7 separate regions of the Mus musculus genome follow, and regions 2, 3, 4, 5, 6 and 7 are each linked to region 1. Evidence: chromatin contacts called from public ChIA-PET and HiChIP or PLAC-seq data. All regions are on one chromosome and are shown on one strand. The core of a region is the stretch at or near the end of the contact, and the rest is flanking DNA. Distances in the headings are between cores, read along the strand shown.

What was found. ChIA-PET counts read pairs in DNA pulled down with a chosen protein or histone mark. HiChIP or PLAC-seq counts read pairs in DNA pulled down with a chosen protein or histone mark.
Region 2: a contact with region 1 is called in an RNA polymerase II ChIA-PET map of memory CD8 T cells, with 9 times the contacts expected there. The contact joins two enhancer-like sites. A contact is called at or near these places in 6 of 115 datasets of contacts at active chromatin or transcription factors (embryonic basal ganglia, embryonic stem cells, memory CD8 T cells and 2 more).
Region 3: a contact with region 1 is called in an H3K27ac HiChIP or PLAC-seq map of regulatory T cell precursor, with 7 times the contacts expected there. The contact joins two enhancer-like sites. A contact is called at or near these places in 1 of 484 Hi-C or Micro-C datasets (CD4 T cells) and 8 of 115 datasets of contacts at active chromatin or transcription factors (T-cell acute lymphoblastic leukemia, astrocytes, double positive thymocytes and 5 more).
Region 4: a contact with region 1 is called in an H3K27ac HiChIP or PLAC-seq map of regulatory T cells, with 5 times the contacts expected there. The contact joins two enhancer-like sites. A contact is called at or near these places in 1 of 484 Hi-C or Micro-C datasets (cerebral cortex) and 1 of 115 datasets of contacts at active chromatin or transcription factors (regulatory T cells).
Region 5: an H3K27ac HiChIP or PLAC-seq map of thymic regulatory T cells shows a contact between it and region 1, with 7 times the contacts expected there. The contact joins two enhancer-like sites. A contact is called at or near these places in 3 of 115 datasets of contacts at active chromatin or transcription factors (embryonic basal ganglia, embryonic stem cells and thymic regulatory T cells).
Region 6: an H3K27ac HiChIP or PLAC-seq map of thymic regulatory T cells shows a contact between it and region 1, with 8 times the contacts expected there. The contact joins the promoter of 4930465M20Rik here to the enhancer-like site in region 1. A contact is called at or near these places in 1 of 39 promoter capture datasets (the SN4741 cell line) and 3 of 115 datasets of contacts at active chromatin or transcription factors (embryonic basal ganglia, memory CD8 T cells and thymic regulatory T cells).
Region 7: a contact with region 1 is called in an H3K27ac HiChIP or PLAC-seq map of regulatory T cells, with 4 times the contacts expected there. The contact joins two enhancer-like sites. A contact is called at or near these places in 3 of 115 datasets of contacts at active chromatin or transcription factors (embryonic stem cells, memory CD8 T cells and regulatory T cells).

What each region holds. Positions count from the first base shown.
Region 1 is chr12:107,044,928-107,049,339 of GRCm38.p6, forward strand. No RefSeq gene overlaps it. Among named protein-coding and RNA genes, the nearest start is that of Gm16086, 53 kb to the right of the region's middle. Within about 2 kb of position 2,359, at least 40 of the 459 cell types and tissues checked have an H3K27ac peak or open chromatin away from gene starts, as enhancers often do. A contact at or near this core is called in T-cell acute lymphoblastic leukemia, double positive thymocytes, memory CD8 T cells and 3 more, where this site is marked.
Region 2 is chr12:107,962,836-107,967,247 of GRCm38.p6, forward strand. Bcl11b (B cell leukemia/lymphoma 11B) reads right to left here. Exons shown (of 4, transcript NM_001079883.1): 3 at 2,837-3,052. Among named protein-coding and RNA genes, the nearest start is that of Bcl11b, 38 kb to the right of the region's middle. Within about 2 kb of position 2,021, at least 41 of the 459 cell types and tissues checked have an H3K27ac peak or open chromatin away from gene starts, as enhancers often do. A contact at or near this core is called in memory CD8 T cells, where this site is marked.
Region 3 is chr12:107,919,575-107,923,986 of GRCm38.p6, forward strand. The region is part of intron 3 of Bcl11b (B cell leukemia/lymphoma 11B); the gene reads right to left. Among named protein-coding and RNA genes, the nearest start is that of Bcl11b, 82 kb to the right of the region's middle. Within about 2 kb of position 1,842, at least 43 of the 459 cell types and tissues checked have an H3K27ac peak or open chromatin away from gene starts, as enhancers often do. A contact at or near this core is called in T-cell acute lymphoblastic leukemia, double positive thymocytes, memory CD8 T cells and 2 more, where this site is marked.
Region 4 is chr12:107,812,494-107,816,905 of GRCm38.p6, forward strand. No RefSeq gene overlaps it. Among named protein-coding and RNA genes, the nearest start is that of Gm33341, 9.7 kb to the right of the region's middle. Within about 2 kb of position 2,603, at least 12 of the 459 cell types and tissues checked have an H3K27ac peak or open chromatin away from gene starts, as enhancers often do. A contact at or near this core is called in regulatory T cells, where this site is marked.
Region 5 is chr12:107,777,074-107,781,485 of GRCm38.p6, forward strand. No RefSeq gene overlaps it. Among named protein-coding and RNA genes, the nearest start is that of 4930465M20Rik, 44 kb to the left of the region's middle. Within about 2 kb of position 2,353, at least 16 of the 459 cell types and tissues checked have an H3K27ac peak or open chromatin away from gene starts, as enhancers often do. A contact at or near this core is called in thymic regulatory T cells, where this site is marked.
Region 6 is chr12:107,733,593-107,738,004 of GRCm38.p6, forward strand. It overlaps 4930465M20Rik (RIKEN cDNA 4930465M20 gene), which reads right to left and starts at 1,896. Exons shown (of 3, transcript NR_045973.1): 1 at 1,857-1,896.
Region 7 is chr12:107,637,972-107,642,383 of GRCm38.p6, forward strand. All of the region lies in intron 2 of Gm33236 (a long non-coding RNA gene), which reads right to left. Among named protein-coding and RNA genes, the nearest start is that of Gm33236, 9.7 kb to the right of the region's middle. Within about 2 kb of position 1,945, at least 9 of the 459 cell types and tissues checked have an H3K27ac peak or open chromatin away from gene starts, as enhancers often do. A contact at or near this core is called in memory CD8 T cells and regulatory T cells, where this site is marked.

The sequences.
Region 1 (4,412 bases), core at 1,109-3,608:
ACTTCCAACTGTTGTCAGACTCAATCTCTCCCTAGTCACAAAGGCGATCATGAGGAAATCAAGTCAACAGAACCTAAGAAGGCCAGGCTGAATCCATGACAAGCTTCAAATGGGCAGTTAAGAGACTAGGCCCAAATCTCTGTTTCCAAGAACTGGGCAATTCCAGGCCTTAGAAGCTTTCCTGTCACCTGGCCTGAGGCAAGGAAAATAGGTCAGCAGCAGTTTCCAGACTTCCTCAGCAACAGTTTCCAGACCTCCCCAGCAAGTTTCCAGCCCCAACACCCTGGTAAGGGAATGTCCATAGAGATGGACCCAACAGATTGACACAGAGGTCCTCTACCTCGGAATTCCCTAATGTGCTTTAAATCAGGCCTGAAAGATCACTTGGTTGTCTCTCTATCTTGGTAATGGGGAGACCCTAGCTACTGGAATTCTGCATAATAAAACGCTCTGCATTTGCAGACTATATGAGTCTGGGGTGTCTTTCTTCCTCGAAACACAGAGCCTTACAGTCCTTGTAAGGATGCAAGGGGAGAGGAGGCCTGCTTCACTGTGGCAGTGCAAACTGTTACAGCCATGACTTGCCTGCTGTGATGAGCTGCACACTCATGCACTGGAGCTTAGACAACCCTTCCTGTAGTGCCTCATGTCTGGTATTTTTGCTACAGCAAGAAGACAGGTAGCTAACACAGCATTGGATCTGATAGGATCTTACTCTGAAAACATCACCTGGTAATTTAGAGCTTTTACAGAAGGCAATCTATGACACTCGGTTTTTATTTCCTTAATTATTTATTCATTTGTTAAATGTTTTAGTGAAAAGTAATGTGCTGAATATTTTATTTAAAAACTAGAATATTATGGCTAAGGGGAAAGATGAATGATACAGGAGGTATCCATATTTAACTAATTTGTGTCTCTAGGTGGTTTCAGAACTTTCTGGAAGCCCAGGAAAACTGGAGGCATAATGAGCCATGAAATAGTTCTTGTCCAAATTGTTGGGTCAGTATCCTAGAGTAAGCTAATATGTGGCTTGTAGCTTTTACACAGTAAGTTTTCACAGAGTTTTAACTGATGTTATTTTTGGTTTAGTTTGGTTTGGTTCTTTCTTTTTATATTTTGTTTTGTTTTGAGACAGGGTCTCATTATATAACTCAACTGTCCTGGAACTCTCTGTGTAGACCAGGCTGAATTCAAACTCACAGAGATTCTCCTTCCTTTTCCTCCTGAGTTCTGGGATTAAAGTCATGTGTCACCATACCAAGTTATACTATATATACATGTGTAGAATGTGATAAAGTTGTGTTAAACCTCACCAGTATTAGCTAGTTTATGTCTGTATATGCACACATATGAACAGGCACACATATAACATGAGTATAGATTTTGAGGGTAGACCTGACCAGTCAGAAGGGGGAAGGATAAGATAATGGGAGTGTTCATATGTGAATAAAGAACCATGATATGTATATACATTAAAAGAATCACCACAAAACCATTATTTTGCATGCTAACTGAGAAATTCATTTTCAAAAGCATGCTCTAGCTAATTGGGAAATCAGAGAATGGTTTTGGAAATAAAGTAATTGAAATTCAAAGCTCAATGAATGGGTTCATCTTAAATAAAACACAAACTAACTGAAAATCGATGGCCACAAAGATAAGATATAAGAAAGAATCAAAATGTTTGAGCAGGAGACAAGACCACAGAATGAGAAAGGAAACAGAAAACAGTTACAGGTCACAAAATGTCAGTATGAAGAGAACACTGTGTGCCTTAGACTATGGAGAGCCGAGCAAAAGACTCATCCTGTGGTGACTATTAAGAGCTTCAGATCAGTTTGAACTAGAATACAGTCCCTCATGTTGTAGTGCCCCCACCAACCATAAAAATATTTGATTGCTAGTTTGTAACTGTAATTTTGCTACTGTTATGATTCGTAATGTAAATATTTTTAGAGAGAGAGGTTTGCCAACATGGTTGCAACCCATAGGTTGAGAACCTCTGCTCGGAGAGTATTCTTCAGAAAGTGAAGAAAACGTTTGGAAGAGATCTATACAAAAATAGTCCATCCATCCTTATCCCTTCGAGCCTTCTTGTCAGAGTCGTGAGGTTGTCACCAATGCAGGGAATTGGAGATCACGGATTGGTCCAGTTAAAAACAGGCAGTGTATCTTCCCCAGCACACCCACCACAGGCTCTGAATTTGGTCTCAGTCCCAGAAAATAGGCTTTGCTGTCTGGCAGTACCCCGTTCGGGCACGGGTTTCACTTTCGGCCATCTCCCACTGCTGTGAGAACCGCAGGTGCGCAAAGCCACATGGGAGAACCACGAAGCGCTCTCCCTCCCTGACAGTGCCATGGGCATCTGAGTTCTTTGTTTTCCTCTGGTGGTTAGGGCTTAAAGGAAAAGACGTTTCCATGCTGCACGCAGTGAGTGCTCATGCAAGAGAAATTGGATTTAATTTGTAAGACAAGGCACCGGAAAGCAGACAGGTGAAAAACAAGCCAAGGACTGTCCCTCCTGCGGTTGCTAGGAGAGAAACCTCCAGCCCTCAGCCATCACTTCCTGCTTGCAGATCTAAATGCCATCAAGTGTGATCATTCCTCCATAGCTTCAATTTAAGGGCCTCTGAATTTCCAGTTTGAGGAGCACATTGATAAGACGTATCTGTTGCTCAGTACAACGATGCCTGTGGGACTTGGGGGAGGGGATATTTAAAAAAGGCCACACTGGAAGTATTAATACGCGTACGGCAGTAAAACATTCAGCTAAAACAGCAATACAACAGACTTCCGATGGGCCTCTGGAGGCATTAGAAGAAGCATCTTCATTCCACAGGCGTGTTCAGCCAGAGATAAATCAACTCTGCACTGCCGAAAAGAAATAGAAGCCTGCTATATCTTCTCTAAAGATTTGTAGGATGCCCAGTTTGGGGAGTGCTGGGGGAAGACTGCGTGTTGTTTTTGAAACTGAGACTTGAATATGGCTGTAATGTTAACCACATTTACTTCTGGCTGGGGAAGCCAGCTTAGCAAGTTTGAGGTCTCTTAAGGTCATTTCTCACCGAGTTGTCTGCCTGACTTTGACATATCCTCTTGCAGGGTGCGATCCTTTTGACACACGTAGTGGGCTCTTTGTATAACCCATGGCCATTTCCATCCATGTCTGTGCATCTTACATGAATTGAAATAAGAGTGGACAGCAGGCGAGGGTCTGTCAAGTGCCAGGGGCTGGAGAGGCGCTTTAAAGAATGGACAGAAAGGGTCTATATGTGTAAAAAGATGGCTCCAAGTGCTGGCATACGGAGTGGGAAGGAGAAGTGTGCACCAGAAAGTTCCAAGTCCATCACTGCCCTCTACCACAGATAGTTTACTTAAAGAAGAAAAAAAATGATGAATAAACAAGATATTTAGAAGACACACATGCAGTCAGGAAGGAGGTATGTTGGGGTGTCCTGCAGGGATGTGCAGGGGAGAGTGGATATAATCAAGACACTCTGTAGAGGCTGTAGAGTTAGCTCAGTGGTTAGGAACACTGGCTGCTCTCACAGAGGACCCAGGTTCACTTTGCAGCACCCACACGGAGGCTCGCAATTACCTGTAAGTCTGGTTCCAGGGGATTTGACATTCTCTTCGGGTCTCAAAGGGCACCGCATGCATGCGGTGCACAGATGTACAGGCAGGCACTTCAACATACACATAAAGTGAAAATAAGAGATTCTTTGAAAAAAAAATCTAGAAGATATGTTGTGTATGTATATGAAAACTTTAAGGACTATATTTTAAAATATTGTTTTTTGTAAGAGAAAATGACACTGAATTCATTACAAATCACTACCAGGCAAGTTTTCTCTCAAGAAGGATAGATTAGTTCATGGTGCTAGAATGGCTAGATTTAGGTTATCCAGAGCTTTCTAAGGTAGGTTAAGGAGATGCACATCACTCAGAGCCTCCACCTGTAGAGTTTCAAGGGCACAGTGATCATGCATATGAAAGAAGGAAGCATGGGTCCAGTTATCTCACCCGTCGTCCTTGACCACGGCTGACCCTTACGCCCCTCCTGATCCTTGCTGTCCAGGTCTGGGATGCAAGGGCAGAAGCACATACTTCTAGATCACAGGTCATGCACCCAACAGCGGCTTGCAAAGCAGTCTAAGATCTGAGAGATCATTATTAGTACAACCGTTCATAACTGCTAGTGCTCATATTCCCCATGACTGCATGGCACCCAAGGAGGTACCCTAGGTTGCTTGGGAATGGAGTGTCTATTTGGAATTGGCACCTAAAGAAAAAAACAATGCAAAGCAAAGGAATGCCTTTGAAGCGTGTTCTGACCTTCCTTCCATATTGGGCTTGGGACTTGGTAAAGACTGGCTGAAGATACGGGAGAATTCCTTGTTTGTCAAGTT
Region 2 (4,412 bases), core at 771-3,270, 920 kb after region 1:
CAGAGCAGGACAATTGGCTGTGGCTTTTGATTACACAGCTACCTTGATACCTCTGAGGGGAAGACCTTTTAGTTGCCTGGAGCACCTGACTCAAAAACCACATAGGATCTCTGTGGAATCCATAAGAAATGGGCCCCGGTGTCCCCTTCTCGCAGCTGTAACCATCTGCAGGAAGCATGGGGGAAGGGTCCTGGCAGGGCCTGGCTTGTCCGGGTAGTTTTCTCTCCTGTGAAATCACACCCTTCTATAAATAACCCAGAGTGTGTTCGTGGGCATGCAATTAACCTGTGTGAAACTCAGGCTTCCTGAGTTAATTTGAAGAGATGGGTTCAAAGCACCCTGATCAGAAGGGGGACAAAGCGCAGTGAGTACTGCAGTGTTCCGTCTTTACAGCCCCTCCTTCCTCGAGGGTTCCTGGCGATTTTATGCCTCCTCTGCAGCTACTAATTAAACAGGCACTAAAAACACTTCAGCAAACAGCCCAGTGCCAGGAACAGAACCAAAGGGACAAAACCCACTGGAAGAGGATACTTGAATGTGTCAAAATTTATCTGAAAACACAGCACAGCGGTAGAGCCTCACACAGGCGATGCTAACAAGGCAGAACAATGACAAGGAACAGTACAGGAAGAAGAAAGACAGCAGGTCCCTCAGGAGCCGGTCCAGGAGAGGTCCCAGGGCTCAGACCCTCACTGCTTCTCGCCTCCCCTGCACGGCAATCGCCACACGTGGACCGGATGCCCCAGAGCCCTGAACTCTATGGCAGCCTCTGCACCTCAAGGTGAACCAGGTACCGTATGGGAGCCACTTCTGTGTTCTTACCTTCCCTCCCATCAGCCTCAGGACATGGTCCCCAAAGCCCATTCTGTGAGCTGTGAGGTAGGCGAGGGACCCACCACACCTGACTCTGCCTGTGTCCACATGTGGCTTACAAACTGTGCCTGAGGACCGCCAGCGAACTAAGGAATGAGCCGGTTTGAGCTTCGAGACCTCAGGCTCTGACGCTCGTCTGTAATGTGGGAGTTAAAGCCTTGACACACAACCAAATGCCTAGTTCAGGACAGACAGCTGCTCTACTCTAAGAAAGCAAGTAGCCTGTGTGAGGGCAGACTGATGCCAGACTCCCCTGGCTGACAAGGCCCTGCAGACCTTATCTGACCTCCACTGGGCTAAAGGAACTAGTCCCCAAGCCTTAGCGCAATCCTCCAAAGAGGCTCAGCCATAGCCCCCTAGCCTTTGCCCCTTCCACTCATGGGCACAGGAAAGACTCGCAACTCCGATTTGGCAGTTCCTACAGAGGGCCAGCTGAAGATTAAGCTTGCCCCTGTAGCACGTGGGACAAAGAGGTCATGCTTCTACATGCACAACTTGACCATATGCATTTAGGCTTAATTTTGATAGTGCAGGCCCCCACTATTTGAGTACAGGGCTGCAGGGTTGCAGCCCCATATAACAGGAAGCCAAAGAGCAAGGCCCAGCCCAGCAGGTACCCCAAGCTTGGTGAACAGGATCTTCCAAGCTACAAGAAGCCTCAGTCACCTCGGGGCTGACCAGGAAGGGAAGTCAGCTTCCTAGCAAGCTGATTCAGTTCCTTCCTGGGTGACTTTGGTCTCTGCTTTATGCACTCAAGGAAGGAACCAGAGCTCCCAGACTTGGATGGGCAATCCAACAACATAGCCACCTGCCATAGCAGGAGTATGGGCCAGTACTGCAGAAACACCCTACTGGCAGGAAGACCAGGGAGGCCTCATCCTGGATCAGGGGCTGCTCTTCTTGTGCAAAACCAAAGCTCCCAATAAGAAAGGTCCCTGAGACAGCGTCAATGAAAAGCAAAACTTGCCCAATAAAAATAGTTTTCCTTTCACACAGCTTGAGTCAAGAGAAAGGCTGCAACGTGCCTGGCCGTGTGGCAGGGACAAACTGAATGTACCCCAGCGCCGCAGCTCTGGCCCTGGCCACGGAAACCAGGCCACAGCTGCTTGCCACGTGAGCCTGTGTCAGCATCCTGGCCCCCTAAGCCACAGTGTGTTGCAAACCAGGCCCCACCATGAGGCGGGGGGGAGGGCTTTCTCCCCTCGACCTTGTGGGGACCCTAAGCCACAGAAGTCTATGTTTGTGGGGAGTCAGAGCAGGGGAGCTACGCAGGCTGTGTCGCCACCTGGCTGGGGATGCCCTTTGTGTAACGGGGTCTCACGGGCCTCCAACAACGGCAGAGGTAACTGGGACAACTCTGAGGTCCACCCAGAGCCACTGACCTCCACAGCCCCCTGCCCCAGACGCCCACAATCTTTCACGGCTACCCGTGGCCACAGCTTTTTTAAAAGGCTCCTCTTTGAGACTTTTTTTCCTTCCCTCTAAGTTAATGGGCAACACATTGTCCCAAAGAGAAAGTCAGCACTTTGAACGGCTCCAGCGCTGTACACAGACAGCCCAGGAATCCTCTCCCACCCTTGTCTGGGGTGGGTGGCAGGGCGGCAGAGGCAAGGGGCAGAAGAAAACTTCAGATGTTAAGTGTTATCCAATTAAACTTCGGCTAAACAGCCCAAAGAGATGAAATTTGGAGGTCGGGCAGTGCATTCTGGGAGTGAGACTCTCAGAATTCGAGGGTGGGGGATATACGGGGGAGACGGCCCCTTGACCCCCTGGGAACCGACACAGGTTACAGTTCAGTTGACATCTTTGGCACTTCTGTTGCCATCCCCCACCCCGAAAAGCTTTTTGAGTGGGGGATGGGGGGCACATCCCCCCTGGGACCCCACCTTGGGTCCCCGGCTCGGCCCAGGGCACAGCCCGCCATCCCGGGAGCCCACCTCCCCCACCGCAGCGGCTCTGTTACCTGACAACTCACACTGGCATCCAAAGGGAGCCTCCATCTGACCCTCACCCTGAGTCCCGTCGCCCGAGATGGGGCGTGCACCACAGCAAGGCAGCGGGAAACAGGGTGGGAGAACGCCCAGGGCACGCAGAGGTGAAGTAATCACGGAGGTGGGAGGGTGGGAAGAGGAGGCAGCTATGGGGGCCATCGATGGCAGCTGGGCAGGCCTGCACGGCCCTGGAGAAAAAACAATAGAAAAGACTGGTCAGTGGTGCCCTGGACTGCACAAGGGACTTGAGGCACAAGAGGGGGCCCCGGGTCACAGGGCTACAGTACAGCCTCTGAGAGGGTTCGGCCCCGAGGACACCAGCCCTACGGGGATGACAACTGGGGTCCAGGGGCAAGCGAGAAGGGGTGCACAGAGGACATTAGCAGGGGCTACACCTGCAGCTGCCAAATTGTTTCTGGGGGCCGAGAGGGCTGCCTTTGAGGGCCCTAGTGCAAGGGGTTGGCACACAGAGAAGGCCCGTCGGGGCCCCACTCCCAGTTAAGATCCCCTAAAAGGATCTTTCAGAACAAACTAGAGTGGGCTTCGCTTGAGGATTTGGTCTCAAAATATGAGCGACCCCTCTTTGAAAGAGGCAGGAGACTAATGCCGGTATAGGTTCTTTAGTCAGGCCTCCGCCACCTCAGGTCTACCTCCAAGGGCCTGGACACTGATGAGCCTCCTGCCTAGCTGGTTGCCTGGGGCTTCTCTCCAGACCCTGGCAAGCAGCACCCAAGCCTCGGAAGCTCCCAGGATGCCCTGAGCTTCTCCTTCCTCCCTTACCACAAGAAACCTAGCATGGCCCAGACACGTCTCAACGTCTCCACCCTGGTTTGGGAATGAGTCCCCACTCCCTGCTCGGACAGCCAGTGACAGCAATGAACAGGGCCGGTGAGGATGCTGTCCTGCCTCCACCCGGCCCCACATTGAGCCTCCACTGCCAGTGAGGCCTGCGTTTGATTTGGCCATTTATCTTACGTTGGTTAAGAGACCACCAGGGCAAAACATTTGTGTGAAGCCCTTGCCAAAACCACAAGTGAAGAAGCCCAAATTCCCTGGGTAAATAATTGAACAGAGAAGCATCAGAGAGACCAAAAAAAAGAAGAAGAAGAAGAAGAAGAAACCATCAACAAAGATGCTGGGCAGCTAAGCCTCACCAGGTCTGCACTGCAGGCCAGAACTCACCTCCTGGCACCTGCAGATCTGCACTACTCCATACCCCGCCACAGAATCACGCAGGCTCTCAGAGAGCCAGGTGCCTGCCCCCTCTTCTCTGATCGGGTCCCTAACACGCTCCTGAACACAAGGACGTAGGACACTCATTGCACAGACTCCAACAGAGGCCAGAAGTGCAGGAATCAGCAAACCGTAGCAGTTTCGAGCCTCCTCAAAAATCCCACTGCTTCCATGTAAATGCAGGATCCGGGTACTCAGAGCTTGGAGCTCGGGCACTGTGATGTCCGGCCCAGAGGCCTGTGCCAGCACTGACCCTGCTGGACCCTGCTGAGGCAGTGATATACTCATACAAGGCACCGGTTGTTTCTGCCCTGG
Region 3 (4,412 bases), core at 592-3,091, 870 kb after region 1:
TCGGGTTCTCGAACCTGCACAGCATTCCTTTACAGAAAGCCGTCTCTCCAGGCCTTACTCCATCCTTTAAACTGCCACCAGAGAGCTCAGGATACAGGGCTTGCCTAGCATATGAGGCCCTTGGTACAGTCCTCCACACCAGACCCTCCAGCAGAACTAAACAAAACGACAACAAACAGAAACAGTCTGGGAGAACAGAGGCTACTGCTCTCGCCAGCTGTCCCAGCCTGTCTGGGTGGGTCTGTGTTGGGCAACATGACCTCTAGCGAGAATCTTCTGTTCTAGCCTGGTTTCACAAGGTCTGGGTAGCCACGATGCTTGTGACTAGACTGTTAGGCTAACAGGAGCCGTGCCTCTCCAAAGCCCTGACTGCTCCATACTCAGCTTATTAGCTAATGCTGGCCAGAAGACAGGTTCAGACTCTTCCTCACATCGTGTGTGTGTGTGTGTGTGTGTGTGTGTGTGTGTGTGTGTGTGTGTGTATGTGTTTCTTAAGAAGGTAAATACAAGTCCCTTTCAGACACATTGGAGCTATCAACACAAATGAAGTACCATGTCCTAGGAGGTCACATATCAAATTAAAGGTGTTTCTGTACCCTTCTCTGGGCCCCAGCCATTCTAAGTAATGGATTTACAGAGGATGGTTGCTGAGATCTGGGGTGTTCTTAAGTTGGGGCCCATCTCTTCTCAGCATCTCCATTTCCTTGAGTTGCTCTGAAGTACTTCCTGTCTCTTTATCTGGTGGCCACATGTTTTTCTAGACTGTTCTATCCAACAAATACCGAAGTCCAAAGCAGACTATGTAACTAGGTAGCCATAACCGATTCCATGTTTTAGAAAAGCAGAGAGAAGGGCACACATATTCTGACCTGCATGCTCTAGAACCCAGATGTCACCTCCATAGTTAAACTGTGAGGAGAAAGGGGGCTGACTACTTGTCCGGTCAGATTTCAGGGCCACTTGTCACCCTGGGGTGAGAGCTATCTTCATCAGAGCCCCTAAGTGTCCCTCTACAGAACTCTAGGCTTCACTCACTATAGGCAGCAGCCTCCCCCAGTACCTGACAGAAAGAAAAAATAAATCCCCCAGCCCTTGAAGGCCCTCCCTTGACAACTCTCTTTCCAGCCACCCCCTTCTTTTTTAAAATAAAATGTTCGTTTACATGTGACGACCTCATGGCTCTCTCTCGCCTACAAATAGCCCTGAGTATGGGGCTGCTCACTTTTAAGAACTAAACAACGTCAGAGAGTCTCTGGCGAGCCACTTGGAACGTCTTTCTATTCAGGAACTGAATAAGTATTTTATAGACACAGCACAGGCACAGATGGCTTGCTTTTAGACAAGAAGAGCCTTAGACAGCAGGTTGCGTCAGACTCAGGGCTTGCTTAGCTCATCCCAAACCCGTCCTTGCTGCATCGAACTCAGAGAGATACCTGCACGCAGGTGGCCCAGTGCGTGCCCTGCAGTGGGCGGTGGCTGCTTTGCTAATGGCTGGGACAGGGTCCACTAGCCTTACACTGCTGTAGCGGCTGCAGCTAATGATGCTAACTGCTGGGTCCAAATGACTTCAGAAGCACCAATCCTGGCCTACAGACCTAGAAATGTCAGTTGCGTTTGTCTCACTAAATCACACGGGGCAGCTCAGAACCCAGAGAGGGCCCTGCGGTGTCTTTTCTTGCTTCCTCCCTCCTTACTTTCATAGATCTTTAGAACACACACTGAGCCTTCTTTGTTCTTTCAGTATGTTGTCTGAGGAGTTTCAAACGCAGACTCCTACCCCAGATCTCTTCTGACAAGACTCCCCACCCCCCATAGGAGCATCACTGAACACTTGGAACTTGATCTCTAAAGGGTGTAGCCAAACATGAGATGTCACCTCTCTGAGCCTTGCTTCCTACTTGGCCTGGGGACTGTGAGGTCCTCCCTCTATCCACCGCTCACTGCTGTATAAATGTGGCAGTAGGTGTTATATACTGCGGGTTTGTTACCCATCCTTGTATGTGGCTCTGAGTGTTTCAGGGATGCCTTTTGGTTTAAGGCCTGGAAGAAGAGTAATGTAGCTTGACTCAAAAGCAGCAAATGTTAAAGGACACCTCTGATCAAGCAGGGGAACTGGTCTGGGCCGCCCGGGCTCCTCAGTAAACCACAAAGCACTGCACGGCTCACTCAGCATTATCGCTACCTCAGCTCATGTCACCCTTGTTCACTAACACCTCTGAGGGAAGCCAAGTGAGGATCATGATCACATGATCATGCTAGACCACGGGGACAGCAGTTTAGAGAATCACCGTGCCATCACCACCTTCCCAGGCCTCCCTGCGTGTGTCACATTGTCAATGGTTCCATGTTGACAGTGCCCTCTCATGGAAGGCCACTGATTGTCCCTGGACAGTCTCCCATTATGTCTACCCTGTGGCAGGCATTCACTCTAGGGTGGAATACGGGAGTCATTTTACAGAGCCAAAAAGCATATTGGTGACATATGCTGCTTGGGAGACCTAGTGAAGGGACCACATGGCAGTGAGGTGGCTGAACCTGGGACAGTAATTGGTACCCCTGGGTGTCTCACAGTGATCCTCCTCACCCCGAACCCAAACAGAAGGCTGGTCTTGTCTTGCTTCATCACTTAAACCCCACCCCAACCCCTGAGACGCACACCCCCTATAACTGCTAAGAGTGCTCTCTCCACAGTTTCATGATGACAACCAGTACAACCATTATTCAGGTGACAAGTACATCTCATGTTCACTTAAAAACTGTCCCCCTCCCCATGGGGCTGGAGAGGTGGCTCAGCGGTGAAGAGCATTGATTGCTCTTTCATAGGACGCTGGTTCCGTTCCCAGCATCCGCGCAGCAGGTCACAGCTATCTGTCTGTAAGTTCAGATCTAGCAGATCTGATGCTTTCTTCTGGGTTCTGTAGGCGTGGTATGCACATGCCACACAAACACACAAGCAGGCAAAACACCCATACACACAGAATAAAATACAAATGAATCTAAAAATTAAATTAAATTAAACTGCCCCCCCTCCGGCTGGAGGTGTATTTCAGCGTCCCAGTGATAGAGTACTTGCCAATCCCCATATCTTCCAGCACTCAAAAAATAAAATAAAATAAAATAAAAACAAAAACAAAAACAAAAACTAAAAACATCTTTCACAATGTCACAGAGAAAATGTCAACCGGGGCTCCTTGAGCACTTATAGCCATCTACAAATCCATAAGCATCCTGCTGGTACCCAAGTCATCACTCGGACCTCAGCTCTGGGAGGCAGAAAGTAGAGCAGAGGTAGCGACAGACGGTAAGAAATCTCTACCATGGGCAGCAATGAGCTAAGGACACTACAGGCTTCGTGCATCGCGCCCACAGCTCAGAAACTGCAACTGCCATCAGTTCCATTTTACAGATGAAGAAACTGAGGACTGGAAGAGATGAGGAGATCTGCCTGACGTTCCCCGGCTGGCAAGTGGCGGTGTCTATGTGGTGCACTGTAAGGAGAAAAGTTGCTCAGGAGAGAAGTGCCTGAAGTTCAAGGGCCTAGGATAGGGGTGAGGCACGTGTGTCTTGGTATTTGACCTTCCATCTCAGCAGGAACAAAAAGTCAAGATGAGTTGCTTTAGGCTAGAACTGTGGTAACTGACTCCGTGCCGACCCGCAGAAGGGAGTGATAGAGTGGTGGCTCTGACGGTGGCTGTGGGGAGGCTATGTAGGGCTATTGACACTTAGTGACAGGCTCAGCTGGCCTCAGTCTTACAGACAGATCTATCCATTGACTCTCCCTGCAAACTGCGGAATCCTCTCTGCTCTGTGCTTCAGAGAACCCTGAGCAAATACAGGGAGCCTGGGCCCCTCTGCCATCCGTGGGACCCACACACGGGAGCTCAAACAGTGGGAACCGGGACAGAAAGGACTGAACAAATGTGTTCTTCCTGTCACCGTGGGCCTTTATCTCACTGCCTGGGTACCCTACATGCTTCATGCTCCTCCGGCAGCTCACAGTCCAGGGGCTACAGGTCACCTCTTAATGATTTAGCGCACGCACATGCACACGAACACACACACATGCATACTCTCTCTCTCTCTCTCTCTCTCTCTCTCTCTCTCTCTCTCACACACACACACACACACACACACATACACACACACACAGAGAGAGAGAGAGACAGTTGTATGAACGGTGCTGAGGGAAAATTTAGAGTCCTGACTGAAGATCCAAGGGCTTAGCCGCATTAAGGATTAGAGTCTGCATTACACCGACTTCTGTCCTACACACCCATAACTGCTCACCCTGACCATCTACAGAAGAGATTAGACGTATTGCAGGCCAGACTGACTGTTCAGACTCCATCTTGTGGCTGGATTCCAAGCTTATCTTGTCAAGTACTAGGACTGCAGGCCCCATGGCAGTGAGA
Region 4 (4,412 bases), core at 1,353-3,852, 770 kb after region 1:
TCCCCTGACTTGCCACTGTGCCCTGTGCCCATTGGGCCAGCTCTACCAACTCATGAACCAGGTCCGATAGAATGTTAGTATGAGACAGTTCTTTAAGGGGAAACAAGCATGCTCAGCCAGAGGACAGATTGGATCCCCAGAGCCGGGTGGAGAGCTGCGCGTTCGGCAGGCATCGTGGCAAAGCCTTGTCTTGCCCAGGCTCTGAGCCCTGTCAGTAATTCCACTGCAGGCAGCTGTTTGCAGAGGTAATAGCTGGGCCTGTGAAAATGTGTGGTGAGTTGAAGCTTGGCACCAGCTGCTGCAGCCAGCGAGAGGAGCTGGCGTTTGCAAAATACGGTTCAAATAATCCAGCCCTCCCCCTCCCTCTACTTCTTTTCTTTCTTTTTTTTTAATTCTTCTTTTTTAGTTTTAAGAGAACAAGAAACATAGAAGTTCTGTGGTTTCACACTGGCTTTTTTATGGTTCGAAAGAGTCCAAAACAGAGTCGATTTTTTTTAAATGCCTCTGCATAATGCCAACCATTGTGTGGGCATTTGCAAGGATGTCTGCCATCCGGTGCTCTGATTCTGGGAACCCTGGAGTCCTTCAATAACTTAAAGCAAAAGTTTTGTTGACATTGTGACTCAGCAACTGCTCCTGCCTTGACCTCTACACCAGACTCTAAATCTGTGCTCAGAGAGTAACCTGATAGGTGAAAATGAGCACAGACAGTGTGAATCGAGCCAAGAGAAGCTTCCCCTTGGTTCTGCCTCTCTCTGGCTTAGGGTCCCGTGGGAATCTAGTTTATGGGGATTTCATATGCCTTGTCTCTGTAATGGGCACAGGGGTCTCTGCTTGATAGAGCAGTAGGAAATGAAGGAGGTAACACAGAAAGTGTGATAGCTTTTAAGATTCTCGGCCTGACAACAGAACCATCTAGGAAACAAACCCTCGGACAAGTCTGAGGGGGTGTTTCTAGATTTGGTTAATTCACGTGGAAAGACACACCTTGATGGTGGGCAGCGCCATTCCTGGTGTGGACTGAGGTCTTGGACTGAATAAAAAGAAGCGAGTGTGCAGAGCAAGAGTGTGGATTGCCCTGCTTTGTAGCCTCACTCTCCTGCCGGATCTAACTGTGCACTCTCAAACTGTGGGCCAAAAGAAACCCTTTCCCATTTAAGTTGATGTGGTTGGATGTTTCCTTACAGTAACAAGAAAAGTAGCTGATTTATAAAGAACAATGAGAAACACTGTGAGGAACTCACAGTAGTGGATGCTCAGACCTTCAGCTCTGGGAAATCCACAGTGAGGAAGAGCGCCCCAGTCCCTTGCCCTGGCAGGGGTCACACTCATGCTTTGAAAGCAGATCACAAGCAAACCAAGAAATAAATCAAGTCCTGTTTGATGATAGGGTCTTGAAGAACCGAACAGTGCAGTAGCTTGGAAGGAGACGGTGGGGGTGGGGGTTGTAGCAGTTTAGCAAGGAGAGTCCTTTCCTGGGAAGGCAGTGTCTGACCTGAGGCTGAGGAGTATGGAAGAGAACAGTCATGGTCCAATCAGAAGCCACAGATGGGGTCTAGGCTGTGGGAATTAATTCCAGGTTCTGATTTGGACACTGATCCCTCTTTATTAGTGGGGGAAGGGTGATAATCATATATCCTGGAACACAAAGAGACCGGTTAGAATTGTCTCTTCATCTAGACAAAAGGTGATGAGTTAGTATGGAATAACCAGAGTGGGGGAGGGAACATGAATTTGGGGATGGTGACTTGGAGGTGGGCCAGTGAACCAGATAAAGAGAACCAGGGACACACACCTTTAGAGGCCAGAAGACAACAGGCAGTGAACCAGGAAGAAGCCAGGAACACCTATCCTGGAAACACGGGTCTGTTGGACCAAAGGACTGGGAGAAGAAAGGGGCTCACTGTAGAGCTGTGTGGAGGTCACATCAGGGACACAGATAGATGCATGACACGCCTTTGCCGGGATGGGAAGGCAGAAATAGCATGTGTAGGCAGCTTTCCCACTAATTTCAATACATAGAAAGAACTTTGAAAATCACTCTGTTAGAGATGAAACATTGAGAGCTCACACCTCTCATTAAAAAAGAACTTTAAAGTTTACAAAGTAGATTCACACCCAAGGTCATCTTTCTCTGACTCAGGGATCTGTCCACCATGCCAGTAACATTATCCAGCATGATCACTAGGACTCTCAGATGTCTACTCAATATGGGGTGGGGGTGGCTGATCTGGCCCCAAGACTGGCCACCTTCTGTACCCGAGTCCCAACACATACAAATGCTACTTGTATTATGACTATTGTGACGGTTGGCTTTGCCAGTGTGGCACAGTGTAGAGTCATCGGGGAATGAGCCTCATGTAGACCTGAGTGGCCTGTGTGCATGCCTGGGGAGGGGATTATTCTAAATGAGTTAATTAAGGTGGGAAGATGAACCTGGAGCAGCACCATTCCCTCGGCAGGGCATCCTGGGCTGTATAAGAACAGGGTAATGGAGCTGGCCATGCGTTCATTCATTGCCCTCTGTCCTCAGTTGTGGATGTGACTCGCTGCTGCAAGTTGCTGCCATCTTGGGTTTCTCCCTCACGTTGACTCTGTCAGGCTGTCTTATTGCAATAACAGGAAATGAAAGCAAGATAACAACCAACTGCTGAACAGCAAAGCCATGCTGGAAACAAAGAGAGCATCACCCGAAGTCAAAATGGAGATATAACTCAAACTGGAATAAACGGTAAGAGAAGAAAGCAAGCAACTGCCACACAGTTGTGGAAGAGTCTAGAAACGAAAAAGCAGGACAGGAAATGAAAGTCTGGCTTACATCAGGCCAGGGGGTGCCTTTGAGCCCAATGAGAGGCTCTATCAGTGCCTGACAAATACAGAGGTGGCTGCTCGCAGCCAACCACTGGACTGAGCATGGGGTCCCCAATGGAGGAGCTAGAGAAAGGACAGAAGGAGCTGAAGGGGTTTGCAGCCCCATAGGAGGAACAACAATATGAACCAACCAGTACCCCCGGAGCTCCCAGGGACTAAACCACCAACCAAAGAGTACACATGGAGGGACACATGGCTCTGGCCACATATGTCCTTGTTGGTCATCAATGGGAGGAGAAGCCCTTGGTCCTATGAAGACTCGATGCCCCAGTGTAGGAGAATGCCAGGACAGGGAAACCGGAGTGGGTGAGTTGGTGAGCAGGGGGAAGGGGGATGGGATAGGGGGTTTTAGAAGGGGAAACCAGGAAAAGGGATAACATTTGAAATATAAATAAAGAAAATATCTAATAAAAAAGGGGGGATCAATCAGAAAGGTGGAACTGAAGATGCAATGTGGGCCTGCAAATGGAAAAAGTATTGATACAGAAATAAGAATAATCAATGCAAAGGTTAGCTGAAGTACCTTGGAAATGTTGAACAGTTTATTAAGGAGAATAATTCACTAATAAATAATTCTGGGTTAAGCTGATAAAGACTAAGAATTGCCTTAGGTATTCATTGTTAACTAACAATTTGAGAGTAATTGCTTTTTAAAAAAATACAGAATATATTAATATCAAGCTAGGAGCTACAAGATATAAAATCAATTCTATAGACAAAGATTGGCAAATGTTTTCCATGCAGGGCACAGAGCCAGTCTTTTCAACTTGGAAACCCATAGTCTCTCTCAAAGCTACTCGCTGTGGCCTTCCTGCTGTGGATGCCACCAGAGGGACGTGTAAGTAGCTAGGCAGTACCATTCCCACAATGCAAGTCTCGAAGGAGCAGGCAGCTGCCTGGATTTAGCTCAGAGGTCATAGCTTGCCATTCTGCGTAGTAAGATACAAATAAAAAATTCTTTAAAAAAGGTTTTCCTTTTTTCCTTCTTTTCCTAACCCACTGAGTCTAATTAGAATTGCTTGCATTAAAAAATAATTTTTAAAAATATTTTTAAGTCCTATAAGCAGTAGGGAAACTTTCTGAGAGGAAAGGGGGTCAGGAGAAGAGGGAGGGTGTGAAAATTGCCACAATTCATTCTAAACATCACATAGCACATACAGTTGGCCTGTGCATCCACAGATCCTGTGCCTGCAGATTCAAACAAGCACGAGTAAAAGACACATGGTGGTTTGAATAGGTTTGGCCCCCATAGACTGACATGTTTGAATGTGTGGCCCACAGGGAGTAATACTATCAGGAGGTGTGGTCTTGTCTTGTTGGAGGAAGTGTGTCACTGTGGGGGTGAGCTTTTAGGTTCTATGCTGAAGCTCCGCCCAGTGTGGAAGAGACCGTCCTGCTGGCTGGCTGTGGAAGCCAGTCTCTTGTTGCTGCCTCTGGATCAAGATTCTAGCACACTGCCATGCTTCCTGCCATGATAATAGTGTTCTGAACCTCTGAAACTGTAAGCCAGCCCCAATTTCATGTAGTCCTTTATAAAGAGG
Region 5 (4,412 bases), core at 1,103-3,602, 730 kb after region 1:
GAGGCTGGATAGTACTCAGGGTCATGTGTCTGTGTGTGTGTGTATCTGTGTGTGTGTGTGTGTGTGTGTGTGTGTGTGTGTGTGTGTGTGTGTGTGTGTGAGATGCAAATTTCAAACAGCTACTTGACAACCGGAAAAGTGAGAAGCAGCTAAGAGAGTCAAGAGAGCCCTCTTCCCTCCTTCAGACTTCATGAGAACCCTACACTTCCCAATGCAGGCACTGTTAGCCTGGGGCTGAATCAGTGTCCCCTGAAGGTGAGTGTCCGCTGAAGGTGAGTGTCCCCTGAAGGTGAGTGTCCGCTGAAGGTGAGTGTCCGCTGAAGGTGAGCAGAAGGCAGATGGAACTGTTCTCGGCCTGGTCCCCAAAGAGCCCGATGTGATCTTCAGTTGTCTTCCCAGTTTCACCAGCTGTGCTAACCTTTGTAAGTCCTCTTCCCGCCCCCACCCCCCCATCCCCCGTCTGTGGCCAATCAAGCCATGAAGTCAACCCTAAAGTTAATGTGAGAAACCCGGAGACACAGAAAGCACCAAGGAGAAGCGGGGGTGGAGAGGTGACTTCATTGGAGGAATGTCTGTCCAGCAAGCAAGAACTCTGGGTTTGATCCCTAGCACCACATAAAACTGTCCTTGGTGGCACATGCCTGTGGTCCCAGTGTTTGGAAGATGGAGCCAGGAAGATCAGGAACCTGTGGACCTCCTCTACTGATCCCCAAATATGAAGCCTACCTGGGCTACAAGAGACCTTGTCTCAGAAATAAGAGGTAAAGAGGTGTTCCTGGAGGTGAGGCTAGACAGATGAAAGAGATCCCCAGGGGTCTAAAGATGCACTCTGAGGTACCTTTCAGTTTCCATCCTCTCTACCAGCTCCTGACACACCACTCTGTCCTGACAGCGAGACCCCATTCTAAAGCAGATTGACTTGGCAGGGTCAGTTCTGTTTACTCAAATATTTGTCCCCAAAAGTGAGCTGTGAAATCCACCAACCTCCCCAGCCCTGGGGACACATATTTGCCTGCAGTGCACGAAGTGAGTCCTTTGCCTTTCGAACAAGGACTAGTTGGAGCACAAGACAGTCGGCAGGGTGCGGGCGCCCATGGTACCCGGCCATCTGGGGGCTCTGCTTCCCTCGGCCTGCTGCGGAGGCAGGGGAGGTTTTTTTCTTTTTTTTCCAGAGTTGGTGGAGCTCCATATGGTGGAGATCAAAGGTGTTGCTGGGTGCATGGTTCTGCTTTATTTCCAAGCACTGTTGTTAATTAGAAAACAAGATCAGAGGCAGTATTAAAATCCAATTAAATTGATATGAACAGATTGCCAAGTGATGTTCACTAATGTATAATTGAGCACCATGCAAATTTCGGTGGCTGGCTTTTGTTTTTTGGTTTTTTTTTTTGTTTTTTTTTTTTTTCTCTTCCCCCCACACTCCGGAATGAGTGATGAGGCTATGAAGTTCCCCTTCATTGTGAAAAACAAACAAATCAATGCATTGATCTAGGGGGTATAGCCACGGTGATGGATGGAAAGGGAAGAGGAAGCACCAAGTGTGACTTGGGGAGGGGGAGACTGGCTCCCTGCTCCCTCCCTTCTCTCTCTTGTCATTCCACATCCATTTCTTGAGCCCAGTGGCAGGCCTCATTTTCCGTTGACACTGCATCAGTCATGATCCAGAAGAAGCTGCACTGGATTCAAGGATGGCTTAAAAACAGATTTTGGAAGTCAAAGGATGAAACTCAGAGAGTAAAGAATCCATGTGCAGGCGTTTTTTGGTGGTGGTTGGTGGTGGTTGTTGTTGTTGCAGTACATTGTATTAATGTACTGTTTGTATCTTTGTCTATTACAAAAGAGAAGATCTAAGGCTGGGGAGGTAGTGTGCATGAGGTCCTGAGTTCACTTCCCAGGACCTACCATTAAAAAAGTAAAAGAGCTGGGTATGATGCCCTTTAATCCTGGAGCTGGAGAGGTGGTGAAGAGAGAAACCAGTGGGGTTTGCTGTCCAGTCAGCTCAGCGTCTGACAGATTCCAGGCTAAAGAGAGACCCTGCTTCAAAAAGGTGGATGGTGCCTGAGAAATGGTACCTGAGTGGGTCCTCTGGACTGCACAGCACACATGCACACATACACACACACACACACACACACACACACACACACACACACACACACACACACACACACAGGAGCAACCCCACCACTAGCCTCAGGATACTGGATCTGAGAGTCGGATATCGGTAAGATGGGATGAACCATTTGCCTCAATGCAGGTAAGATGGGATGAACCATTTGCCTCAATGCAGGTGGAATCCCTGAACCCCAAAAGAAGCCATGAGCCTCAGCATGCGTCACGAGGAGTCGTCTGTCACTGTTGCAACATCAAAGTGTTTACTCACTGTAGACAGAGCAGGTTGGTGAACATGCTGTCAGTGGTAAGGTTTCAAAAAAAAAAGTGTCACCAAGGAATTTAAAAACAAAGGACAACCGCAGGTGGCAAGATGGCGGCAATGTCTCCTTGTGCACAATGTGCCTGTAGTGCTGGTGGTTTTGTTTCAACTCCCTTCAGAAAAAAGAAATGTAGTCACCCCTCTCCTAGAACTACAGCTGGCTGTGCTAGGCAGTGATGAAGAGTCAGAAGCCAGGGCACCCAGGGAAGGGTCAGGAAGAACGGATAAACAGGCAACAGGGCCCACAGAGAGAACGGAGAACTGAAGACATGAGGCAGCTTCCTGGTGCCTGTGCCCACGAGTTTTCCTTCCTGCCAGCAGCCTGAGTTCGCTCACAGAAGGCAACCTTCACCAGTAACCCCCAGTCTGAGGGGCGGGCAGACTCCTCCGAGCCAGCTGGGGAGCACCGCCTATGCTCGGCTCAGACATAGACAGGTGGCCCAGTTCTGACCTGTGTAGTGTGATGAGAGGGATCTCTCTGGGGCTTCTGGGAACTCAAGGGGGAACATCCCACAGTGAGCAGGAGAATTAGCACCAAGCCCACCCCATGCCCTGAACCTCAGTCCCGAAGCTCACACACTTCAGTAATCAGTTTTACTCATGGTGGTGTCAAGTGTTTCTGCCCTCTGAGCTCCAGTAACCATGACACACCATGAACATGCGTACATACACATACAAACACAATACATACATACATACATACATACATACATACATACATACATACATACATAAATGTAATTAAACACAGTTCTCAGGATAAGTTTCAAATGCTACTTATAAGTATAAAATTACATCTGGCAACAGGAAGCAGTGGACATATTCCTTTAGAAACTTCTTAAGTGATGGTTTAGATGTTGTTGCATTTCCAAATTTTAGGTGGGAGTTTTGTCCGTTTGTTTTCAGATACACTCCCTATGGTTTTGATTGTTTTGTTTTAGAGACAGGTCTCACACAGCCCAGGCGAGCCTCTAAGTCACTATGCAGTTGAGGGAGGCTTTGAACTTCTGCATCTGCTTCCTGCATGATGGATTATAGGCATGGACTTCCGTGGCCAGTTTATCTGTCTCTGGGATGCAGCCCTGCGCTTCGCTCACGCTGAGCACACACCCTAACTGCTGAACTGAGTCCACAGCCCTGTGGATGGTTTTATGTTCTACAATTTGGCTGAGTTTTTTTCTAACTGTTTTCCCAACTTCTAACCAGTGAGTTACCAAGTTAAGCTCCTGGTAAGAACAAATTCTCAATTATACAGTGTTTAAAAGAAAAAAAAAAAAAACAAAAAAACAAAAACCCTCTTGCTGGAAACCTCAGAAGAAACCTTCGTAGGAAGCCCCTCCCAAGCTTGGCTCTTTCATGCCAGATCACTATTGTCTCTGATTAGTTTCTCTGTGGTCATAAAATTACATATCGAGTGGATGCCATAGCTCAAGTCTTGAGTAAGATCAAATAGAGGTGACATTGTTAGTGAGCCTGTCACTTAGGTATCTGGATGACACCATTAAGTCAAGATAAACGTCTAATTAGTGAATGAGCCAAGTGCGTGCCACAGGAGAAGAGGGAGAAATAGACGAAGGTTTTCTTGGAGTTTTCCCAGACTCTGTTTAAATAGAAATCTGCCTGTAATCAACACAGGTAGACCAAACTGCCCACACTCTTGGGAGTTTTGCCCACTAGGAATAACGCTGGCATCTCTCCTTGTCATAGACAACGTGCAGACATGGTGATCATCCACAGAGAGACACAGTGTGAACCTTGTTCAGTGTCTCCTCTTGGTCTCTCCCAAATTCCAAGGCACTGCAGTAATGGTACAATACAGTCCCTGTCTGTCACTCCTCCCAACAGCCTCTCTGATATGTTTTATTATTTCCATTTTGCAGATGGAGAAACTAAGGCCTGCAAACCCCACAATCATTCTGTGTTGGGTCCCCTAACACCAGACATTTCCTTTATGGCACTTGTCACTTGGGTATGTGAA
Region 6 (4,412 bases), core at 646-3,145, 690 kb after region 1:
AGGGAAGGGATAAGGGAGGAAAAGGGAGGAAGAGGAAAGGAGAAGGGAGGGAGGAAGGAGAAAAAGAGGAGGGAGGAAGAGAGAAAAGAAGGGAGGGAAAGGGAAGAAAAAAGAAGATGACAGAAAGAAGAGATGGAGAGAAGAGGGAGGGGAGGGAAGAAGGAGGGAGAGAGGAGGGAGGGAGGAGGGAGGAATTACCTTCTCAGCCTAGATTCTTTACTGAGGAGCAACCATGGGGTTCTGCCAACCCTTGGCCTCTCACGTAGTCACACATGTGCACACATGAACATTCACGGACATATGCACACAGCACATGCCACAGTCATGACTTAGCAGACTTAGCAGACTTCACCTCCATCTCCACTGAGCAGCCCCTGGGGAACTCTATGTTAGTGTCTCAATCAGGAAGGTCAGACCAGCTCAGTCCAAAGTAAGAATCGTCCCACATCTTCAGCCTTCTTCCCAGGACGCAAGTCAGGAGACCACAGTCCTCTCCTCCCACCTCCTAGAGGGGCCCAGCCTTGATCTCACACAGCTTCTCTGTGCAGCTAGATTGAACGTCCAGCAATAACAGTAGATCCCAAATCACCCTCCCTAACAAGGGGGCTGTCCCCAATGCAACGGACACCGGACACCGGCACTTCCTCACTACAGGGCAGCAGGTATGTGCTAAACATGACACCGGCCTGTTTGAAGGTCTCACAACAACCACACTTTGTGAGTGCAAAGTGGTCTTCCCAAGTTCAAGTTCGGGCCTTTATTTTTCCTGAATAAAGTCACTTTGTGTCTGCAGGACAGTGAACTTGGAAGCTATTGGAGGACAAGGTCCTCTCAGTCACATTACCCTATTTCTCTTCCAAACATTGCAATGCTCTCAGGAAGGGTAGTGTCGTCTGAGCCTTTGGACATTTGCAGGAGGAAGGAAGAGACCTTGGAGTCTCAGACATGCTTGTGCAATCTTGCTTCCTCTGCTAAAAGGTACATGGATGTCCACAGTCTGGTACTCCCCTGCAGCTGCTCCTGACCTGACTTTCCCTGGCATCTGAGACAGACCAACTAATCTGTCCCACAGAGAAACAAAACTGGGTCCTCCACTGCCTTGCACTGAGCTCTGTGAGCAAAGCCGGTCGCAGGATGTGGTTGGCCAGAACAGCAAGGCACCTAGAAAAGGGTTTCCCAGAGGCCTTTGCAACAAAGCCGCAGGCCGAGGAGACAATTAGTGGCCTCTGCTTTCTTTTCATCATGCAGTCTCTTACAGCAACCAGAAGAAGAAGAAAGGCCGTTCCCCACCATGAACATTCCTCCTTCTCATAAAAGGTAGAGCTGGGAAAGGTTGCGAGCCAACTCTGATGCTCTCCACTGGGCTGACCTCCTGTGAGGGCGCCTGAGGCTGTCCTGTCACTATTAGTAGAGCCTAAGTCATCTGGTCAAGGAAGAGGTGCCAAGCAGCCACGTAGAGCTGCTCAGACAGTAAACCTTTCTTGTTGAAAAGCACTTGGAGGAGATGCATGACATGCTGAATAGAGACCCTTTAACTCATGGAGGCTTGGAAAGGAACAGAAGAGGAGCTAAGGAAAGAGAATACACACATACAACACATATAGACACACCCTCACACACACACACACACACACACACACGTGCATATACATACATACACACAACACATATACACACGCTCACTTTCACATTCATACACACAACACACACACCACACATACACACACTCACCTTCATATACATATACCACACACACACACACACATACACACACTTGTGTCTTTGCCAAACCCAAGCACTTGAAAGGGTGTTTTGCTGTGACCTGCCCTCCCAGCAACCTACTCTGCAGTTCTGACCTCTGGGTGTCTACAGGACATGTTACCAGGATGAGTTGTCCATGTACTGAGCGGCCCACCCACCTACCTACCTGTGAACGGAAAGAAAGATGGCAGCCCTCACAATGGGAGCCACGGCAGCCCTCACAATGGGAGCCACGGCAGCCCTCACAATGGGAGCCACGGCAGCCCTCACAATGGGAGCCACGGCAGCCCTCACAATGGGAGGCCACTTCCAGGGTGGTTTTGGGAGGCCAGTGATTCTCAAATAGCTGGAAAGGCAGGCTTCGCACAGTTGGACTTGACTGAGTCTCTCTTCACATTCTCTATCAGCAAGTGACTGCCCCTCCCCTGTTCTCCCTGAGAAACAAGGACTCCCTCTGTAGTTGGATGGGGCTAGGTAAGAAGGCTGGAGGAGGCTCTTAGAAATTAACAGATGTAGGGGTAAGCCAGTCCAAGGACCAGAGTGCCAGACACAAGATCACCATGGCATTGTCTGGGAGGCTGGGGCAATGGACAAGGACCTTATATTTGAAGATGAACCCAGAAGAGAAGTAGAGAGGACGGGAGCCCTGGATGTTACTGTTGCAAAGGCAGGTTTTCTGAGAAACAGAAACTGAGCCTTTGAGTAGTGTTTTTGCAAAAACACTGCAGAGGAGCTGGAGACGGACGGGGCTGTGGAAGGAAGGATGGATTTGACATAAAGAAAAAATGAGATATACTCCACTACCAGGGGAGCGCATGGGAACCTTGCTGTGGACAGCAACCTTCAGGAAAGCCCTAAGTCATTGCTGAAGGAGCTAGGTCTTCCCACTTCAGTATTAAGTTGTCATTGACCAAGTGACCTGTGGCCTCAGGATGGAGGGGGTGATGCAGCCAACCCCACAGGTGCCATCCGTATGGGCTTTAGTGGTGTCTACTACAGTCTACACCTGTTACACCAGAACCCACTTCCAACTCGAAGTTGACTCCATCTTGGTGCAGGAGCTCTAAGACCTTGGCTATGAGTCTCTTCAGCAGGGGAACTTAAAAGAGGGTTGTCCGGGAGCAACTGCTGTTGCCTTTGTGCTGTAGCCATGTCGGATGCTACCCATCCGGGCCCTCCTGCAGAGATGAGTGTCTGAATTCAGGTGGTTACCAGCACAGTGACCCACCCACTTCCTTACCTGGAAACATTAACTCAAAGCGGTAAGGGAATCAAGATTGTTCAATGGACTCCTGGGACCACGACCCTACTTCTCCTCCTTTGTGAGCTAACCTTGGCATTACGATCCTGCTGATCTGAGACTGCAGATCTTTCAAGACATTGTATTACTCTTTTAATTACAGCCTGATCTGCAACCCCTCTGCCAGGGCATGAGATCTGTGCCTTTCTGTGTCACCTCTGACTCTCACACATCAGCCTTACTTGATGATTTATCACCCTTAGCCTTGCACTGTGTCTCTGCCGTGCATCTGGTGCCCCTGATGTCAGTTCCACAATATCTAATTGCTGTCTTCTCTCTCCTCACCCGAGACATTGGACCTGCGGTGGAGCCCTCTCTCCTGTCTCCTATACACTTCAGCACTGGCCAAGGGCTGAACCACTCCATTGTTGTAGCGTGCCAGGGCCTGCTCATTTATTGTCTGTTCTCAGTGCTAGGGTCTTCCTTGCCACGAACCCAACAAGTGTTACACAACAAGCATAGCTCAGCCTCTTCTGCCCCCAAACATCATGTGTCTTCCACTGGCCCTGCCTCACCACGTATCTTGCCTCAACACATGAATCTGTCTCAGCTGGCATCACTCTGCCAATCAGCCTGACTCCAAGGAAGTGACAAGAAGCCTCGGCACAGCACCAAAAGTTTTAGGGGTGCATTTCTCTCTACAGAGTCCCAAATGCAACTCAACTACACAAAGTAAGGCAGACTAATACATGTGTGTCGTTAGCAAAGACTCCTTCATCATGTGTCCTTTCACACAGCACATCCTTTCACCTGTGTCTGCTTCAGCAAAAGCACTCAGCCTTAGCCTTTCACCTGTGTCCACTTCAGGAAAACACTTCTTCACATGTTTGCGCCAGCAAAATACCATCCAACACAACTGACTTTCCAAAGAACCCTTAAGTTTTCACTTCAGAGGTATGGAAGGAATAGTGGAGAGATCAAGAATTGTGTCTCTCTGGTAAGCCTGTGGCACAGAAGGCAGAAGCCACAGTGACAGGGGACTCTGTAGTTCAGGGCTGACTTAAAGTATCCAATAAGATCAACACCCTATTAAGTCCAAAGCCAGGGCAGGAAGATGCTCTTCCTGGAGAGAGTTCTAGAAGGTAGAGCCCAGACAGGGCCAGGGTATAGAGACCTAATCTTATGGGTAGAGTATCACTAAGATTTAAGCCAATGCTGTTTGACTTATCCAATCACATGGGGAAAGCTTTCATCAATCTGTGGACCAGGGTTCCTAGGCTCCATAATAAGCCAATCAGTGAGTAGATTTAAATTAGATTGAAGCCATGCCCTGGAAACAAGCCTCAGCTCTCCTCTTCATGAAACCCCGTAAGTAGAACGGAAGAAGTCTGGTGCTGAGACAACTGAGGTC
Region 7 (4,412 bases), core at 695-3,194, 590 kb after region 1:
TTCAAATCACCTATTCCCTGTACCAAGCCCAACAGGCAGGCCTCAGCTCTCCTCTACGTTCCTTTACCGTCATCTTCCCGACAGTTGTGGGAGCCACTTGGAGTGCCTGGGCTCTGTCTCCCTGCTCCATAACTCCATGCTATTACCTCAAAACCTCTGACAAGAATGCCTCTCTCGACTCATTAGCTTGGCTTCCTCATTAATTCATTAGCACTTGGGAGCCCCAGAGATGATCTTTCTCTTCCAACTCGTGTCTCTGCCCTTACAAATTTCACTTCTGAGCGTTCCCTCACATTCCGTTTACTGTGACATCGTTTATAAAATTCTCCCTCGACAGGAGAGGAGTCAAAAAAAATAACTATATATCATTTTAAATTGCTCTGGCTGGTACCTCTGCATTTTAAGGATATCAAGGTGGGGGAAATGTGCTTAATGACAGGACTACACGTGGATAAAGGGCTGACAGGGTGATTGCGATACCAGGTGCTCCCACACACCCGTTAGCTTCTTCCTTTCTGGGCCTCCGAAGCAACGGGTGTCAGGTCAGTAATTAGACTCCCGCACACAAACTGGAAGTGCCACCTGACCTCCTATAACACAGCCATCACTCCCACGCATGCCAACTTCAATCTGAAGTACGCCATCACCGGTTGCCATCTTTTCCCTTCAAGGCTGCCAGAAGTTCCCAGGGACATCTCCCACCTCGTGCCCAAACAGGTTAATGAAGTCTGCACTTCCCTCGAGTGCCAAAGAACTCATTCCCAGGGAGGCAGTGCCCATGGTGGGTAACACCTAACATCAACCTCCACAAAGCTGGCTGGCTGGCTGGCATATCATGTTCAAGGTTCAGGGCTGGCTGGCTGTACACATGTTCAAGGTTCCTTTGTGTTAATTTCCTTGATTTTTTTTTTAATTCACTTGGTCCCTTGGAATAATACAAATGGCATAAGAACCTAGTGACTTAACTCCAAGCTCCGTAAAAGGCACTGATTTGTCTTGGTGACTGATTGGGGTCTGTTATAGCTGGATATTTCCAGGCTAAGGTTCTCAGGGCAGAGAAGGAAGAAGGGATGAATCTCATCATTGCATGTACACAGGAGGATCCCTGCCTGCCTGCCTGCCATTCCAGAGCTAGGGTTCCAGGTTTAACAGCAGCAGGTGTTGGTCCAGATGAGCCATCTCTAATTGAGGGCAGACAGAGAACGCAGCGGATCACTGAGCAGCTGGTCTTTGCAAACCTTTGGTTATCTTTGAAGAGGCCTACCAGTAGGTTTCATGTCTGATCTTTGGCCTCTAGGGCTATCAAAATAGTAGGATTCCAAAGGAGGATGAGCAAGGCTAGGAAGGGAACACCTACGTACCTGTTCCCCAGTCCTCTGTGATGACAAGCTTCCCAGTTTCCTTTCAAGAAAATGCCCTCTCTCAATGTCAGCCTCTACCAGTCAAGGTGCATTTGACTCTTCCCATGCCAGCAAACCAAGGGGCGTGTGCAGTCCTCACTTTAAACTGACACGAGAGGTTCCAGAATCAGAGGGAAGGGTCCTTGCTCTTCGGGTTATGCTATTGAACTAGGTTTTAGCATCTAATGAGATTAGTGGGTTGCTGGGGGCTCATCATGGGAGATCGTCTCAAAACAAAACCAACAAATGTGTAAAGCCAGATTGGATTCACTCAGCCCTTTACAGGATAACACAGTAAATAGAACTGTGTCCTGGCCAGCCAAAATCATAGGGGTTCCGGGGACCTCTCTCATCAAAGCTAAATGGGAGCGTGGGTCCCACAGCAAAGATGAAACTTAGTCACCCAAACTCCAGCATAAGACAATCTTGGGAATTGACTCTGAGTCCCAAGTCTCAGGGTTTCAGGAGAATGGACTCTATAACCACGCCAAGGCAGTCTGAACAGAAACTACGCAGACACCACCAGAGAGACGAGACCACTTCCTCTAGTTTTGCTCCTAACCCTGACAACCACAGCCCCACTGTGCATCAGGATCAGTGCGAAGGTTAAGTGACCGGGGAGAGGGGGGATGCTCAGTCTCGGAAGGAAGCCGTGTGGGCCTGCGGGCCTGTGGGAGAGAGGGTCTTGGAGAGCAAGGGGTCTGAGTTTATCCTCATCCTAGGAATCTTCTGGCCTCTATCAGCACTTGGATTAGCATCCTCACAGCATCAGAGAACGACTCCTAAAATACCCAAGAGATCTGCTTATTTGGCCAAAATGCTCAGTGCTGGAACATCTATGGAGACTTGTGGAAGGCCAAAATAAGGAAAATCCAACATAGGGGTTGAATTTAAAGCACCCTGCCAGTGGTACCTTATGGAACACCCATAAGGTGTGTGTGTGAGTGTGTGTGTGTGTGTGTGTGTGTGTGTGTGTGTGTGTGTGAGAGAGAGAGAGAGAGAGAGAGAGAGAGAGACAGACAGACAGACAGACAGACAGAGATACAGAGAAAGAGATACACAGAGAGACAGACAGAAACACAGAGAGAGAGAGAGAGAGAGAGAGAGGATGAGGGAATCTTTATTGAGAAAATGCCTCACGAGGAACCTGTGTGCAAGATTATGAGGCATTTTCTTGATCAATAATTGCTATGGGAGGGCCCAGCTCACTGTAGGCTGAGTCACCCCTGGACTGGAGGTCCTAGATTTAATAAGAAAGCAGGTTGAGCAAACCACAGCCTCTTCTTTAGATCCTGCCTTCCAGTTCCTGCCCAGACTTTACTCAGTGACAGAGTTGTAAGCAGAAATAAACCCTTTCCTCCCCAAGTTGCTTGTGGTCATGGTGTTTCATCACAACAACAGAAGCCCTTGGCACACAGATATGGGGGCGTGGGGGGAGAACATGAACCTAGGGCTTCTCACTTTCTATTTGGAGGTAAGATCTTGAACTGATTGTGTAGCTTTTGCAGACGTGGAATGTATGATGCTAGAGCTTCACCCTCTAACACTAGCAGGGGTTTCAGGCCTGGGCCACCGTGCCTGAGTTTATAGTCTTCAAAACAAAGACCTAAGTGGCATGTATAAATCACAGGTAATATGATTTTATAGGGCATAACTGTATTGCTCTGCTTTAACCCAGCATTTCTATAAAAAGCAGTAGAGAGGCAACAAACATGGAAATGCAGGCTCTGTGTCGGGGTGTGAGTGCCAGCATGGTGGCGTCCGCAGTCTACGGAAAGGCGACGTGTTCTGCATCGAATCCCGTGTTAACTCCGATATGTTAGGTGAAGTTTTTACCGGTCATGGGAGAGAGAAATTCTTTGGCGTCTTGATCATTACAAAGCCAAGGCTTAGATGTGGAAAGCAGCTCCGTGAGGTCTGTAACTGCTGCTCATGACCTTGGTCTCCCAAAGCATTGGTTCCTGGGCAGAACCCTGAAAGCTATGATGAAGCCCTGTGTGGGGCTGTGCCTGCCCAGGCTCAGGGGTCACCCAGAATACAGGTTCCCTCTCTCCCCACTCTTTAATCAGGAGGATGTCTTTCAAAGACTGCTCTGTAAACATCAACAGGCTCATGATTTGGTGGTCTGTAAACACAAGCTTTCTCATGTTTTCTGCCAGAAACAATCTCTAGGCAATTTGGTTTGCACCATTCTCTGAATTGGAGACTGGGATAAGAAGTCATTTGGGGGAGATGAAAAACTAAGGGGGTGGGAGGAACAAGAAAGACAGAACCACACAGATGATTTCAGTGGAATGTGGCAAATACAGAGACCAGGGCATCCACAAAGTAGCAGGGGAGGTCAAGTAGAAAACACAGTTTCAGAATGAGGAATCAAGCTCTTGGCAACAGTCATGTGCCATGGCCTATGTAGTCTAAGCAACTTTTCTCAATGGGGTCTTGTTATTTTCCATGATGGAAACTGTTAATCACCCATGAGAATGACAGTGGGAGTTATGGGGGAAGAGTCGTTCCACTCCCATTTGAGAAACAGAAAGGCAGGCGTTTAAGAATTTGTGAAGCAAACAAGACAACTCAAGGAGTGTATGACACAGTGCTTATTACAGTACCAGGCCCAAGACAAGCAGAGACAACCATTGGCAGATGCAAGAGACTCCCTGACAAATGAAGATGGATAGAAGATCAGCCCCTCTGCCTCTCCTGGTGGCTAGCTGACAGACTGCCCCTTCATCCAATGCATGAACAGTTTGAAGAGCCTCCAGGTCGGGAAACACACACTGTGAGAAAGGAGGACAATCCGAAGAGCAAGGGCAGATGTGGATTCTCCACCTCCCCCATCACACCACTTTGTCCATTGCTGCTGTGTGAGTTAAAAGGCTTTGGGAAAATACGAAGAACAATGGGAGTTGACTCTCCCCAGCCTGGCCTAGAGCATGGTGCTTGGGGACGATGATGGTTAATATTGACTGTCAACCTGACAAGATCCAGAATCACCTGGGAGATAAACCTCTG